Linked DNA regions of Hordeum vulgare: region 1 is linked to region 2. Evidence: chromatin contacts called from public Hi-C data. All regions are on one chromosome and are shown on one strand. The core of a region is the stretch at or near the end of the contact, and the rest is flanking DNA. Distances in the headings are between cores, read along the strand shown. Region 1 holds the start of LOC123413030 (C2 and GRAM domain-containing protein At1g03370). Region 2 holds the start of LOC123408670.

Region 1 (5,344 bases), core at 2,123-4,622, 180 kb before region 2:
GGTCTATCTGCTGAAATTTTATTATTCACACTTTCACAGTGATTCTGTTAAATAACACATGAGCTCATGCATAATGCTTCTATTCCTACTAGGAAAAATAACGGGAGTAAAAGCGGAAAGGAGATATGAGCTACCTCTTTGCCTCCTTGCCTGGACAAACCGTGCAATCATATTAAGGACACGTTGTCCTTGCAGAACAAGAACTCCACAAACCACAACTTCACCAACAGAATCCGGCAAGTCTAGGCCAGGGAACTCGAGACCTTGAATTACACTAGGACTTGCAAGGATGATGTGTGCAAAAACATAAATTAGCGCAACAACTGAGGATACAACAGTAAAATTTCCAAAGATTCGAAATGCTAGTTTCCAGTCGGATTCTGTTTCCGGTTGCACGGAAGACAAGCTTTCATTATTTGTTGTTGTATCTTTTGCATCAACTGGTCTGACATTTTGAGCCAGAAGTTCAGAGACCTGATTGAAGTTATCCTTCAGTCCTTGTTTTGCACCATTTTCTATCATGCCCTTCATCATGGTACTTTGCATGAAATTTACGCGCCAAGAGATTACAAGCTGTGAAGATCTTTCATCATCTCTTACTTCAGGCCCTGGCATTATACAGGTTAAAACCTCCACCCTAAAATTATTGCCAAAAGGGACCTCAGGAGTACTGACATCTGCTAAAACTGCATACATATCTCCATCTGCCTTCAGATATGTCACGTCTTCTGTTGCTTTCACGGCCTTAACTAGTTTAGTAGCAGCTTTTGTGTAGGTTATAACCCTCTTCAAGATCTCACCATCATTTTCAAGTCTCCACTGTTGAATATCCAAACCAGTAGTTCCTTGCATCTTCGCTAGTGATTGCAGTATCTCTGAACTTGGTGAGAAAATAAGTGCGTTCAAGTCACTGGGTGCAACAGCATAAACTTGATCGATAAGAACTCCACCTGACAAATTTCCAGGCATATCATTGCCTTCATGCTTAGATGCAAAGGCTTTTAGTAGTTCATCAAACGACATATTTACGCTAGTTTCAGAGTCCTGCTCATCAGAAATTTGTGCGCTTGTTGATGGCATTTCTTCAAGAGTATCCAAACCACGGTCGTGCTTGAACAGAGGTGGAACAGAAACTTCCGTGTCTTTTGGTTTTACTGAAAAGATTTGTTGCAGCCGGTTGACAAATGATGGACCAACATTTGATTTATCCTCCTTGGTGATTTCTGCTTCATCGCTACGCGGTGGCGACGCGGATATTTCTATAGGAATATTTGGCAAAGAAGATCCCTTCCTTAGTTCACTTGATTTGTCTGAACTTGATGCAAAGTCGTCTGAAGCCCAATGCGCAAGTGTCGCTGTCTCTTCAGGGTAACTTTGAGATAGAGATATAGTGAGATGAATTTCTCCTACAGAAGATGTTAGCAGCATGTAAATAACCGCCCACAGTGAAAAATAGGCAGTAGTCTATGCACAAAAAAACAAAGAGGATAATCATGTCGGTCGGATAGGCACTGTTTTTATTCACCTCATTACAAGCCAAAATAGTGAATACATTATTTTTTGTTGAGATTAAACGATGGGGAATGAGTGATGAGAAGTCGATCAAACTAGTGAACGGTAATATTGATGCTAATAGAAAAAGAGTCCCCGCGGTTTAGTTTCTTATAATTCCTAATAGTTTGAGTCGTTAAATTACATCATTCAAGGGTTAAACAGCTGATAGTGGGTTGGAAGCTAAGGATAAGTTAAAAAAAAGGCAGTAAAGCTATGACAGGTATACATCCACTACTGTGTTGATTATGTCAGAAGTTTTGGATAATCTGGGAAGTAATATATTCCCAGAAGTGATAAGGAACTGCTAACTGTTTCATAGCCCAACGGTGTGGCACCCTGCTCCTCAGGAACCAACTATAGATTGATTCATAGCAACCGCGGCTGGCGGGACATCCGTATGAACTTTCCCTATAATTTGCCAGATTTGAACTCATAACCTGTTGCTTGCGAGATTTCAGATGAGCACACAATTAACTAAGAAAAGAATATGAACAACATGATGCGTGGAAAGGTTACGGAGAGAAGCTGTTGGCGAAAAGAGGATGCAGAAAGGAGGGTTAAACTAGCACAACCCCATCTATCACAACGCTGGATCGGTCACTGTCCAACTAACACGAATTCAGGAAAACAACAAGACCACATTATCATCATCATGGAACAACTATTTAACTAAGAAAAGAATAGGGAAAGAAAATGATGTGTGGAAGGAAGATGGTTACCACAATCTCTGATCTTGGACTTCTTGCTCTTGGGCTGCAGCGGGTACCAGTGCGTGCCGAGGGAGCGGTTGTCGGCGTCGAGTACGGCGGAGAGGGGCACCCTGAGCTGGCCGAGGAAGTCGTCGGAGAAGTACTTGTCCTCGTCGGTGACGCGTATGAGGAGCTCCTCCTTGAGGTCCCCGACCCGGAAGGCGAACTCCTCGTCCCACACGGGGTTGGCCGACTTCCTGATCACCTTGGTCTTGGCCCGCTGCCTCCCCAGCTGCAGCTTGGCGTACGGGTCGCCCTGCCCCTGCGCCTCCGCCGCCGGGAGGTTGCGGGCCTCGATGACATGCACCACAAGCCTCATTTCCTCCTCTTTTTATGGTTGTTGTCAAGATTGATTGATTTGGGCGGTCTGCGTGGTTCAAATCAAATCAAGAAGCTTCAAGAAACTTTTTTTCTTTCCAATTCAGACTGAAAGCAGCTTCTTTTTTTGGAAGGAATTCAGAAGGAAATCATGGTGGCGTCTGGGACCGAATCAGAAATCAGCGAGAAGTAGCAGAAGAAGTCGCTCGCTTGCTGGGTCGGGGAAGCGCGGGAGAGAGCTGAGACCACATGAAGCTCCGAGCCAAGCAAGCAAGCGAGCAAAACGAATCAAACAAATCCAGATTGAAGCGCGGCGAATCCGGGGACAACGACGGGGCGCTTTCCAGAATGAAGCAACAAAAAGGAAGGGAATCCCCCGAACCGAAGGACCAGGGGGAAGAAAATCCAAGAAAAGAGACGGCGGTGAGCGCCGCACGGACTGGGAGAAGACGGACGGCGAGTCGAGTAGGGGCGGGCTTGGCTTGGCGGAGAGCGGGGTGGGGTCCCGGCGGCGGGGGGAGGAGGATTTCTTGGGGGAGGAAGGGAGGGAGAATGGGCGTTGGGTTTGGGGCATTGAAGACTTTGGGGAGGGAGAAGAGGAGATGGAAAACGAGGGAGGGATTTTGGAGAAAAGGAGTGACTTCACTGCCCGCGTCGCCTCCCTCCCTCCCTCTGCTGCTGACTTTCAAACTACCGCACAGCCCCCCGCAGCCGCCGGTGAGGTCGTGCGCGCATCGCCCTCCTTTCTGCCCCCTCCATCACGCCCGTTTTACCACGACCATCATCACAGGTATGCAAAAAGGAGCCCATAAAGTGTAGCCTTTACTCCCTCTGTAACGCAGTGCTTCTGTCGTCCGTCGCGGCATTTTTAAGTACCCTTAAATTTTTCGGTATTCAACCCGCGGTACGTTTTTAAGTGATACAAACAGAAAAACGTTTTGTTTTTATAGAAATGCCTCTGTAATTTTCGGAATTCAACCCGCGGTCCATTAAAGTGCTTAGGTTTCGGCCGCTTCCGCTGCTGCTGCTTCTTCTCGATGAAGTGGAGCGAGAGGACATCGCTTAGCGAGCCGCCGACCGCGGCCTGGAGGAACTCGCCGTCGCGGCGGAGCACGCCCAACACCTGGTCTAGGGCCCCACCACCTCCTCGCCCCCCGCTCCCGCCCCGCTGGTGCGTCAGGCTTTGCTTGTTCCTCTCCCACCACTTGTCGTTGTTGCTCCACCGCCGCTCTTCGCAGCACACATGGGCAGCACGACGGGCCGCAACAGCAGCGACATCGCATCTGCTCCGTGGTGGCAGAGGCGGGCGGCGCGTGGTGGTGGCCGGTGGCGGGGGGCGCTGGGTGGTGGATGGGGCGGGAGACATGGTCGGGACTGGGAGGGTGGGTGGAGGAGGAAGAACGTGGAGGTGGTGGGTGGTGGCTCAGGATGTGTGGGAGGTGAGAGGATAAGGTGTGGAGGTTGGGGTGAGTTAGGGGTGCGTGGGTTGGGGTGATTTTTTTGGCTTCGTTTCACTGCGTTCTGCCGACCCTTTTCCAGATACATGGGATGGTCTTGGAGCTGGTGCCCGCTTCTGCTTAGCTTGTTCGACCATCAGCTGCCACTTTGAAAACATATCACTTCCTCCAACTGCCTGCCGAGCAGCGACATTTGCTGCCGTTGTTCTCATTTTACCATCTTCTTCTTTGTTGGGCTGCAAGAGATTAAGTTATCAGGAAAAGAAGAGATGTCAAACTAGAGAGACAACATCGGATACTTACGTTCACATTCTTTGGACAGCTTTCCTCTTTTTCTTTCTCCAATTCTGCGCCACCACTGCCACCACTACTACCACTTCAACTGAAAAACGTTTCGTTTTTGTAGAAACGCCTCTGTAGTTTTCGGAATTCAATCTGTAGTCCATTAAACAAACACATCACGCCACATCCCCTTCCTCTTCCCCACACACGAGTCTGCGCCCAAAGGAGGAGGACCTCGAGGCCTTCTGCCGCCGCTTCGTCAGGTCCAGGATCCGACGGGCGAGGAGGCGATGGGCCGGCGACTGCCTGACGACGTCGCTTGGAGGCGACGGGCCAGAGACGGACTAGCGACGACGCGCTGAGGCGGAGAGGGTCGGGCGTGACGAGCATGGCGATGCGGCGACGGGGATGGCCAGGGGGCGGGGCGGGAGGCTAGCGGGCAGGGGCGGCGCGACGACGGGGATGGCCGGGCCGGAGCACGGCGAGGCCGGGGACGCATCAAGGGAAAGAGGAGGCCGGCAGGCTTCACGCGGAGAGAAAGGCGTTCCATTTCGCCGGATCCAAATACGTTGATACCCCAAGACTCACCAGAGTGTTGATTTTGCAATATCCATTCAACACACCGAGGGAAGCATGGAGCCTGAGGATTGAAGTCCGGCGATGGCACCATAGCCACCCATGATGTGTCATACGCACACGGCGAGAATTGAGGTTTCGCTATATTTCCGTATTCTAGCATCCCGTTCCTGATATATGTCCAACATTTAACCAATGACATGAATCTCATGACACGGACTTTAAACAATTAATCGAAACAAGGGTTAGAAGTGATGCTATAGATGTCTTAATTTACATTTAACATTTAATGGCAAAACAAATAGGTTCTGCAACTTTTTCTAGCCCGGTGCAACGCACATGCATTTGTACTAGTTAATATAAAAGCAATTAGATTACTAAAATAGTGTTCTAAATGCTCTTATATTA
Region 2 (4,814 bases), core at 1,023-3,522:
GTATAACTAGCAGGAGCAGAAAAATATTTTTGTAGCGTGTATTGACTCGACTAGCCTGATTAGTGCATAAGTTTCTCTACGCTTAATAACGTGGCAAGCAGAGGCATACAGAAAATACTTGTAGCCTACAGTAAAAGCTCTTTTAGTTGCATCTCACAAAAAGACCTAGATTCTAATACCTTCTGACTTATTTATGAAAATACCATATAGGCAAAATCATGCAACTGAACTACAGGAAGTTCATTACCATGGCATATGCAAGTTTAAACTGCGAAATGCAGCTAATAATAACATAACCAAAGATAAGCCTAGAATAATATCCATACCTCGAGAGCATTGGGAAATAACGTCATGCCACCAATTATGCTTAGGCCAGTCAGATACCCATTGTACCCAGGTATATCCTCCTGAATGACTGTGGTTCCATAATCCATGATCACAAGGTGTATCACTGTTACCATAACCGCGAGTACATATCTCCCTTCCGTCAGCAGCTGCGCTGCGGCAAATATCGAGGACAGCCATGCTGGTAGTATTGGGAAAAGTGCACTGATGATTGTAAACACAGTTGCTGTGTACACAAAATGCACCTTGAAGAACTTGAGCAACAGCCATGTCAGGCATCCTTGGAATATAGCAATCTTGGCAGTGGCTAACAAGACACTGCTAATGGCATGGTCTATGACCTCGACGCACCGCTCCTTCACTTGTTTGGACACTGGCAATAGGTCAATGACCTGCTCTGTTGCACCACCACCCTCAACGGTGATGAGGTAGTACAGCACCCACATAAAGACCATCAGCTGTGACACAAAATTGAGCACCTCTGCTGCACCGGAGAGAATGCGGAGAGCAATGGATAGCATCAAACTGGCGCTACCACCGAGCACAGAGGTGCCGCTAGACAGCAGACTCTTTGCAATCTCTGTGCCCTGCAAAGCCAGGTCCTTGGCCTTGACCACTAGATCCTCCCTTGTGATTAACAGCTCCCTGAAGAATGAGTCCAGCTCCTTGTAGATCTCCAGCCACTCCCTCTTCTTCACACGCAGCGTAATGGCCTGCAGCTTTAGCGAGTAGGGGTGCGGTCCAGAGGTGATGAGCTCCTTGCTCTTGGCACCAGATGGGACTGATTGGGTGATCAAGAAGTGCTTGAATCCACTAGTGAAATCAGTAAGGTTGTATTGTACAGCCAATTGGTCTACCTGCTCCCAGACGGTTTCGACGAGCTTCCCCGAGTACTGCTCCACCAAGCCCGGGATGTCATTGTCGTCAAGCAACTTCTTGAGGCCAATCTTTTCAGAGTAGTTGCCATTTTCGACATGGGACTTGAGGGACATGACGGCGTCCTTGCCCTCGAGTCCGATCTTGTAGGAAAAGAAGACGCTGCCTCCTAGGAAGCCAGCAATCATGCCAAGCATGAGGCCGACGGCGACGAGGGTCCTGAGGTGGCGGAGGATGCCGCCGGTGAGGAGGAGTCCGCGGGATGAGGGTGTTCGACCGGAGATGCGGGAGGAGGCGGCACGGGGGATGAAAGAGGAGGGCTTGGGAGAGGCGGCGTAGAAGGCGAGGGAGACGGCGAGGAGGACGAGAGCGGCGGTGGTGCCGAGGCGCTCGAGCAGGAGAAGGAAGAAGAAGGATGAGACGAGCCAGCGCAGCAGGCGCGGGAAGGACGGCGACGGCGGCAGCGGGCGGCGCAGCAGCGCGGCGCGCGCGTCGGCGAGGGTGGCTGCGCAGGAGCGCAGCGCGGCGAGCGGGAGCGCGAGCACGGTGGCGCTGAACCCGCCGCGGAGCGGCGGCTCCCAGAAGGCGACGAGCGCGTGCTGCGTCTCGCGGAGCGGAACGGAGCAGAGCAGCGCCCACTGCAGCGGGCGGAGGAAGTCGGCGAGCAGCAGGTAGAGGCCGTAGAGCACGAGCAGCGCCGTGGCGAGCCCCGCGTGCGCCATGGCGATGTAGAGCGCCAGGCGCGCGTCCGGCTCGAGGGACAGCCCCTCGGCCTCGGCCGTCGGTGGCGCCGCCTTCTTCCCCGGCGGCGTGGGCGCGGGCTTGGGCGGGTCCTCCGCCTGCTTGGGGCGGCGGACGGAGGCGGAGCGGAACATCTCGGACCAGGGGATGGTGGCCTTGCAGGCCGCGGCCTGGTCGCCGCCGCTGGGCACGAGCGCCATGCGGTGGACGGAATGCGGCGGCGGCGGCGGTGGGGCGTGGGAAACCCTGGCCGCCTCGCCCGCTCCGGTCCGCCCCGCCCCGCGCCGGAGAGGTGGTGGAAATGGAATCGGGGACGGGGAGGGAGGAATGGATTTGGTGGATGATTAGCGCGGGTGGGGTAACCATAATTGACGATTAATTACTGGGGATTAATGTGTGTCTGTCGCCTTTAGGAAGGGGATGGGTGGATTTACCGGTTGCTAACTGGAGGGGACCCGCGATGTGTAACCACACGTGGCCGCCCGACAGTGAAACGTTGGTTGGTCCGACAGCTGTGTCATGCCTGCTCTTTATTGAGCTGGAAAACAAAGAAACAAGTGCTCCTATTGTGGTACTTCAAAAAAAGTTATTTCTGTCCTTTTTAAACTTCAATTCAAGTTGATGAACGGACGGGATTTTTTATGGTAATGATGTGTTAAAATGCGCCGGCCTGGTTGGGTGGACGCTGGTGTCCGTCTGATCGCAGATGCAAACGGACGAAAATTGTGTGTGTTTGGGTTCATGCGTTGAGGTTGTCCTAACAAAATTTGACGCATCTAACTAGAAGCGATTACATTTTTTTTCATGCAAGCTGGGCTGTATCGATTATACTTTGATAGTTAATTTTATGATTTCTTTTTGGGTGTTTAGCAAATCCATCGATATAAGAAATAGATTCCTTCGTAAGCGAGTCGAGAAAGCATGAACGGTGACTAAAGACCATTCAACGATGACAGAGTTACGATAAAGATGTTATACTGTAATTCATCCGAAGACCATTCATCGAACTATAGATAAGACACGCCATGTCATAGAACACACCATGCCGACCCTGGATAGCCGAGAGGACATAGCGCACACGCAACACCGACCAATGATTGAAAAATAGTGTCACATGAGAAAGTTGTTGCATGTTCACGAGCATGCGTTGGTGACAATAAAGATGCAGCAAGGGAGCAACACAAGGTCGCATCGGTGGGGGGAAGTGGTGTGGTGAGGAACAACGAAAACACGACGAGATTATGGTAGTATGGTCGCATACATCATTGTCACCATCCAGACACGGGTACACACATACTCCTTCATATTTACGAACGACACAACACATCTAAATTCAGCTCCTCGTGTTAGGCATCAACATGGGACGCAACATGATATTGATGTGGGGAAAATTGGTCGACATCGTTGTGTCAACCACATGTAATCCAGCCAATATGAGTATGACATCTCAATTTCGACCAACACGTGGGGCTCAATGACACGAAAGATACATCCATGCCGCTTAATCATCCTCCGACGCACTCCACAAGCTCATAGGGGCATTCTTCTCTGACTCTGGCCGCCACGCCCTCGTCTCGATCAACACGTGTGGTGAGTGCTAGCTTAATTTCTCCCGGACTCGTGTTCCCGTTTACACTTCGCAAATAAAAGAGAACCACATTTCGCTCGGAATTGGACTTGCTTGCTCCCTTGGGAAATCTTGGTACTTACCTACTTGCAGACCTTAGGATAGAAGATGCATATTACCTGAAAGCTAGTCGCTCTGCTGGCACGCTATTAAAGCACTTAGGATTGACTTCTCCTCCATTAACTTTATAGTTCCCCACAATGGCTCCACCTCCATGTCAATCTATGATGCTCTCGGTAGATAACGACGGTTGATCGGATGGAGGCCAAGCGTGATGCTTGGTAGCATGTCCATTGAACGAAAGAGCACTGACGCGTGCTTGAGAGGGTGCAGGGCACCGATGCATGATTACTGAAGGCGAGCATGCCCCAAGAGCTGGATCTTTGCCGACGCACGACGGAATTGACTTCAACACCCCGCTAGCACGGCAACACGAAAGCATATGCAACACCAAGCCAACAAAGACCCAGTGTGACTCAGTCAAAGCAACACTACTCACCAACTAAATTAGAAAAAAAAAGATGTTTCTCACCGGCTCATGAACGAGTCAACCAAAAAAACTCAAATTTTTCACGGCTCTCCATTCATGTGGAGCTCCGTATTTGTATTTGTAAGGATATCAATGATAACTAATATTTCATATGCTCCACCTGTTCCACATTATAACACGTGGTGATTTTTTAAAAGATCAAACTTTTCAATCCTAACTAGATTTATGAAGAAAAATATCAATATGATACAAAACCACTATTATAGAGAATAATATCAATACACATACTAATAGCCCAAATAAATACAATATTTTATTTACCTTGTATATAATGGTAATTATTTGGTACTATAGATGTATATAATTTTCTCTACAAATTTGTTCAAACTATACAAAACCCGACTGAAAGGACGTGGGGGTAAATAGGCGCTTTAAAATAATTACGGTTTAGGCTTGAATAAATGCGGAATAAAACTAACGTTTAATTTGTCAAACACAAAACCTAAAACAACTAGGCTCAGCTATGTGCACCAACAACTTATGCTAAGCAAGATAAACAACTAAGTGGTAGCAAGACATATAACAAGAAACAATATGGCTATCACAAAGTAAAGTGCATAAGTAAAGGGCTTGGGTAAGAGATAACCGAGGCACACGGAGACGACAATTTATCTCAAAGTTCACACCCTTGCGGATGCTAATCTCCATTTGGAGCGGCGTGGAGACACAATGCTC

Evidence for each region. Hi-C and Micro-C count contacts between places; a contact is called where the count stands out from the background.
Region 1: a contact with region 2 is called in a Hi-C map of seedling, with 4 times the contacts expected there. The contact joins the promoter of LOC123413030 here to the promoter of LOC123408670 in region 2. A contact is called at or near these places in 3 of 6 Hi-C or Micro-C datasets (leaf and seedling) and 1 of 1 datasets of contacts at active chromatin or transcription factors (embryo).

Annotation. Positions count from the first base shown.
Region 1 is chr7H:131,643,329-131,648,672 of MorexV3_pseudomolecules_assembly, reverse strand. It overlaps LOC123413030 (C2 and GRAM domain-containing protein At1g03370), which reads right to left and starts at 3,372. Exons shown (of 9, transcript XM_045105975.1): 1 at 2,274-3,372; 2 at 135-1,406. The coding sequence starts at 2,622.
Region 2 is chr7H:131,463,332-131,468,145 of MorexV3_pseudomolecules_assembly, reverse strand. LOC123408670 reads right to left here and starts at 2,272. Exons shown (of 2, transcript XM_045101727.1): 1 at 327-2,272. The coding sequence starts at 2,162.